2 separate regions of the Capra hircus genome follow, and region 1 is linked to region 2. A link is a contact called in public Hi-C data. All regions are on one chromosome and are shown on one strand. Each heading gives the region's core, a stretch centred on a gene start, on an enhancer-like site or on the middle of the called end of the contact. The rest is flanking DNA. Distances are from core to core; before and after follow the strand shown. Region 1 overlaps SMG6 (telomerase-binding protein EST1A). Region 2 holds the start of OVCA2 (esterase OVCA2).

Region 1 (2,963 bases), core at 6-2,505, 160 kb after region 2:
GCAATGGTTTTGATTCCAGGAATTATAAAAACATATTTTTTAAAAAGACAAAGAGAGGGAGAGAGAAAAAGGGGGGAAGAAACAAGGGGGCCAGACTGGAGCAAATTGGGCACAGATGGGAGGTGCAGTGGGGTTCCAGGGGTGCCCTACCACAAATACTGCTTCGATTACTCCTCTTCAAGAAACGAGAGCTGTATTTCCTTACATTACAGAATTTTAAAAAAAAATTAAAATTCTTGGAGTGCTTGTGGTTTAGGTCAACCATTCCCTCTCCAGCATCACATCAGCCAATCGGGTGGCTACTGAAGTGTTAAATGCTGAGGCACGTGGAGAAGGCCCCGCTTCTCCGATGACCAGTGGTGACATCACCCTGGGAACCACCTATCTCGCCACCACCCATTACTCGCCGAAGGGCAATTCTGGACACAGGCCAGGAAGGGAACACATTGTTCAGTGATGGTCGGCCTGGAACCATGGACTTCCTCATCCATGTGCTCAGTGAATGCTTACTGAGTGCCTGATAAATACCAGGCCCTCTGCTAAGGGAAACCCAAACATCCCTTGAATGCCTCTGTCCTCAACCTCTTCAATGTAGACTAGTAGGATTCTGGACTCTCTGCAGTCCCACTCCAGCAGGCTTCTTGCAGAGGGTCCACCCGATGGGAGGAGATAAAGGTATCAATAGCCTTGAACTTGTGAGTTTTAAGATCACTGCTGAGACCTGAAAGGTTCGCTGGTTAAATGGTGTGGCAAAACTCAACTTACTTTCCTTGATCGGAAGGGGGACAAATCTCACGACCTCTGCCTCCCTGAGCTCCAGGGAAAACTGTAAGTTAAGAAAGGCCTCTTTGACCATCTAAGTGTTTCCCCTCCGTTGGGCCTTCAGGGGTGCCTGAAGCTCTTTAAGAGTTCTGTGTCTCTCGACCCCAAGGAAAGCACATTTGGAAAGTATTTTAATAATCACACTATTAGTATCATTTCCGGTATTTTGAAAAGAGGACTTATACAAGGGTAGCACTGAGCCCAGACAAAAACGAATTAAGAGGCAATAGCAAAGGACATGCTTTTCCATAAGGCCGTCCCTGTGGCTCTCCCTAGGTACCACATCTCCAGGGAAGGGCCAGGCATAGATGGAGAGAATCTCGACTGCCGTGGGGGGACGCATATCACCTCTGCTCCAGGCTGGAACGCTCCTTCTCCACAGAGTCCAGGAACTGACATATGCAAACACCCACCCAGAAGGACAAGTCCAAGAAGGAATGGAAAGAAAAATGATGGCCCAGATGTTCTGTTAACTTGCAGCGACTGCCAAATCACCACAGACCCCAAGCACCTGGGAGGGCCAGGCAGCAGCAGGCCCTCGCTTCCTGGCTGCAGACAGCCGGGGTCCCGCGGCTGGGTGGCGGCTCTGACAGCCAGCCGACCGGCCTGGAGGGCAGCCTTCAGAAGGGCACCGGCTGACGGGACCCGGGGGCTGAACACTCAAGGGCTGATTTATCACTTCCTTACTCATAAAAATGTGATTCAAACTGCTGCTGATTAGTGAAGGATTTAAATCTTTACCCTCTCCCCAACCCCCTTCCCGCTCCACCCCCGGCACAGATGCTGCAGCTCAGCCACAACACCCCCTTCTTGCCACTGTCCGTGCGAGCACAGCACAGGGGCCCAGTGAAGATGACTCACATGCTGGGAAATGGAAAAGCGCATCTTCCCACCAGCCAGCCCCGCTGAGTGCTCTGCTCACCCCTCTCCCAGTGGCAGCCCACACAGTGGGGTCTGGACGGCCGCCTCAGCTGCACACCGGGTACTTGGCAGCAAGTCCACAGAGCGCTCTGTCCTAGCTGAGTGTTACATCCTGTGGCCGGGCTGTTTTTCCCTGAAACACCCTTGGACCACCTCAGCTCTCGGCCCCAGCTGCCCCGTGGAGGTGAGCATCAGGACAAAGCCAGAGCCGGTGGCGGGGTCTCACGCACAGGCTGCGACGTGTCCTTCCTGGCAAGCAGGTCCTTGTTAGGAGCGACCATGGTAAAGAGTCTAAGGAAAAGCATGCTGGCCTCCAAGGGGAAAGCACGACTTCCTTCTTTCTCTGTTCTCCCTGTCTCACCTTTCTTTCACCCACATTTTCTCAACTTTTAACTTTATAACAGCTCCAAGGAAAGGACTCATTGGTGGCCTATGAAAAGGCCAACATCTTCCTTCTCGTGGAGCAGAAGTTGCTGACAACAGAGGCTCCACAGACTAGAGCTGTGGGGCCTTTACATTCACACCTCCAGGTCCCCCGATGGGGAAACTACCTTGGCAGAGGCTGCACTCTGTGACAGGCGGCTCACTGACTGTGACGCTGCCAGAGGGAGGCAGGGAAGTGAACAGGAAACCGACTCGGGATGCGCCATTCCCCCAAGCCTGCGAGCTCCCCACCTGGTGGCCTGACCCTCGAGACCCTCAAGCGATGAGGAAGGGATCGAGTTCCCTCCCCTCCGGACTGACCGCCTCACCACCCTTTACAGACCGTATTTCCTCCTTCCTGGAAACCACCATTGCCCCTCAGGACTGCGTGCTTTCTCACTGGTATTCCCGGACATATTCAGAGAAGTTCAAAATGGCACCTAAACCTGTGCATTTCACCTTCTACAAGGAACTGTAAATGCTGTGGCAGGCAGCGTGAGAGAACACCCTCCAGGCTTCAAATGTGATGGAAAACCCAGGCAAACCAGCAGAGGGCCTGGCGGAGTCCCAGGAGAAGCCAAGTTTCAGGGGAAAGTGCAGCTGCCTGCTCACCAGGGAGAACACCCCCCCACCTGACCGGAGCAGGCTGAAGCACAACCCTAAATACAAATGGGAAAGGGAAATAAACCAACTTCAGAGTGACAGAGACCACTAAGAAAAGGTGCCCTGAAAGAACCAGTGAGACTCTGTCCAGAAACACTGGGTCTGCTTTGCAGCAGAGTCTCTCTGGAGGGCAA
Region 2 (2,780 bases), core at 61-2,560:
GGGCTACTTTTGGCTGTGGGTCAACCCAACTTTGTCTGGCTTGGGGGCTCACAGGCAACGGCTACATCATAGTTGTTCTGTGTGAGATGAGTTTGAGGGGTGGTTGGCAACTGCATTGGACCAGGCACTAAATTTTATCCTGGGGTCTGATGGCAAACATGCTGCCCAAGCCCTCTCTTCAGAAAGTTCATAGTCAGGGACTTCCTGGGCGTCCAGTGGTTGAGACTTCACTTTCCAGTGTTGGGGGGCGCTGCAGGTTTCAATTCCCTCGTTGGAAAGCTAAGATCCCACATAAGATATGCAATATTGTAACAAATTCAATAAAAACCTTAAAAAAGCTCACAGTGGGGGAAACAGAAGAGAACAATGCTATTCTAAACAGCAGTGGGTGAGTCTTTACTTTCGAATTAATAGTAAGCTCCGTTGAGTGTGTTGGGGACACAGTCATGTTCTTCAGCATGCTGCCAGGAACAGGAAGGCCACCCAACCCCACTCCCACCCCCTGCCCCTTGGATCTGACCTGATTTCCCTTCTTATAGGTGGGTGCAGGTGGCATGTCCACGCCTGTCCATCGACTGGGGTACAGCCTTCCCCAAGCCGCTGCTCACGCCCTATGAGGTAACACTAGGTTCTGAAAATCGCTGGGGGAGAACGGACTTCACCCTTAGTTCTGTCCTGGAAGGAGTCCTCAGTGGAGCAGCACTTAAGTTACAGCGGAGGCACTTCCTAGCTGTGTGGCCTTGCGCAAGTCCCTTCCTGCTCTCTGAGCCTCACATTTCCTTTCTATGCTATGGGTATAATAGGACCTTCGTAGGTCATTGTGAGGCCCGAATTAAATAATCCTGCGTAGAAAAATGTTGGCAAATGTTACTGTCCAGATTTTCTCCCCCAGGCGGCGGTGGCCTTGAGGGACATTTCCTGGCAGCAGCCCTACCCTATGGACTTCTACGCCAGCAGCTCCTTGGGGCCGTGGACGGTGAACCACGGGCGGGATCGGCTGCTCCAGGTCCCAGGCCGGCCGGGCCTAGAGAAGGTAGGAAGGGACTCCAAGGAAGACCGAGGGGTCTGGGCGCGGCCGCCGAGGCGGCGCGAGCCGAGGCCGCCCCCCTGCGGCCGCTAAGGGAAATGCACGACAGCAGGGTGGGGAACGTCGCAGAAGCGGGACCGTGACCAAAGTCTGCCACCCCAGGTTCAGGGGGGGCCCGCGCGCCCCTCTCCAGCCGCGGCTTGCGAGGCTTGCAGCTGCAGAGGCGAGGAGGTGTCGGCGATCGCTCCCTGAGACGCTCCTGGTTCCCAGGTATCCGCCCTACCTCTGGACCTGCAGCACCCTCTTCCGTGTTGTCATGGCAACGTCCGCTTGCTCTGTGGCCCGCCTCCAAGGTGGTGGCTGTATTGGGTCCCCCACTTCGCGTTCAACTTCCGCTCGGGGAAAGGCTGCTTCCGGTTCCTCTGGCGCGCAGGCGCCATGCATGATGGCTGCGCAGCCGCTTCTGCGGATTTTGTGTCTGGCGGGTTTTCGGCAGAGTGAGCGGGGCTTCCGTGAGAAGACCGGAGCGCTGCGGAAGGCGCTGCGGGGCCGCGCAGAGCTCGTTTGCCTCAGCGGCCCGCACCCGGTCGTGGACGTAGCGGGGTCGGAGGGCGCCAGGCCAGACTCTGGTGAGAGGAGCCCTGCCCGGAAATGCGCCCAGAGTCTTCTGTCTTGCCTAGTCCGCGTAACACCTGCCTGCACACAGCCACCCTGTCCCTCCCCACATTCCCGTCATCCTCCCACTTCATTCTACCCATACACGCCATCTCTGCCAACCTAGCCCCTTGCTCAAAGTCCTGCCTGGCTCTCCCAGACTTCTACCCATCTCCTCTTCAGGTCAGTCTGTTCCGCCTCATTTTCCCCAGACTTTCTACTCTGCTTCAACCACCTGTTTCCCTCATTCCCAAACCCTCCCTCACTCCCTTTCTTTCTTTCCCCCTGGATTTCCCCTTGCCTTAACTCTGTACTTTCCCCTTCATCGCTGTAGGACCCTGCCCTCCGGAGGAGCAGCCTCGAGGCTGGTGGTTTTCCGAACAGGAAGCAGACGTTTTCTTGGCCCTGGAAGAACCCACGGCGTGCAGAGGTCTGGAGGAAGCTCTGGGAATGGTGGCACAGGCACTGAACAAGCTGGGGCCTTTCGATGGGATCCTTGGTTTCAGCCAGGGGGCCGCGCTAGCAGCTCTTGTGTGTGCCCTTGGCCAAGGCGGTGATCCCCGCTTTCCTTTGCCCCGGTTTGTCATACTTGTATCTGGTTTCTGCCCGCGGGGCCTTGGCCTCATGGAACCCATCATGCAGGGCCCCTTGTCACTGCCTTCCCTCCATGTTTTTGGGGACACTGACGGCGTCATCCCCTCTCAGGAGAGTATGCAGCTATGTAGCCGATTCGATGGAGCCGTCACCCTTACCCACTCTGGTGGCCACTTCATTCCAGCAGCCGCACCCCAGCGCCAGGCCTACCTCAAGTTCTTGGACCAGTTTGCAAACTGAAAGCTCTGTAAAGGCCTTTGCCTTTGCATCCCCTTTCCACTCGACCACCACCCGCCACCCACCCCCGCCCCGAACCATGACCTTGATGCAACCTCTGTAATCCCTGCGTTTATTTTCCTACCTAGAAATCTCCCCTGCTATTAGGGCACCTCACCATCTCCAATTAAGAGACAAATATCAGTACTTAAGACTCAAATCATAGAAGCCTAGCTCTGCACTCCAAGAAAAAAAGGGGGGCAGGATTAGGAGGCCTCAGTGGACTTCG

Evidence for each region. Hi-C and Micro-C count contacts between places; a contact is called where the count stands out from the background.
Region 1: a Hi-C map of blood shows a contact between it and region 2, with 3 times the contacts expected there. The contact joins the enhancer-like site here to the promoter of OVCA2 in region 2. A contact is called at or near these places in 3 of 5 Hi-C or Micro-C datasets (blood and liver).

Annotation. Positions count from the first base shown.
Region 1 is chr19:23,018,041-23,021,003 of ARS1.2, forward strand. The region is part of intron 10 of SMG6 (telomerase-binding protein EST1A); the gene reads right to left. Among named protein-coding and RNA genes, the nearest start is that of SMG6, 58 kb to the right of the region's middle. Within about 2 kb of position 1,256, at least 2 of the 5 cell types and tissues checked have an H3K27ac peak or open chromatin away from gene starts, as enhancers often do.
Region 2 is chr19:22,859,550-22,862,329 of ARS1.2, forward strand. OVCA2 (esterase OVCA2) reads left to right here and starts at 1,311. Exons shown (of 2, transcript XM_005693319.3): 1 at 1,311-1,656; 2 at 2,016-2,780. The coding sequence starts at 1,344. The coding sequence ends at 2,515. DPH1 (diphthamide biosynthesis protein 1) reads left to right here. Exons shown (of 13, transcript XM_018064404.1): 10 at 540-618; 11 at 893-1,033; 12 at 1,190-1,297; 13 at 2,016-2,780. The coding sequence ends at 1,279.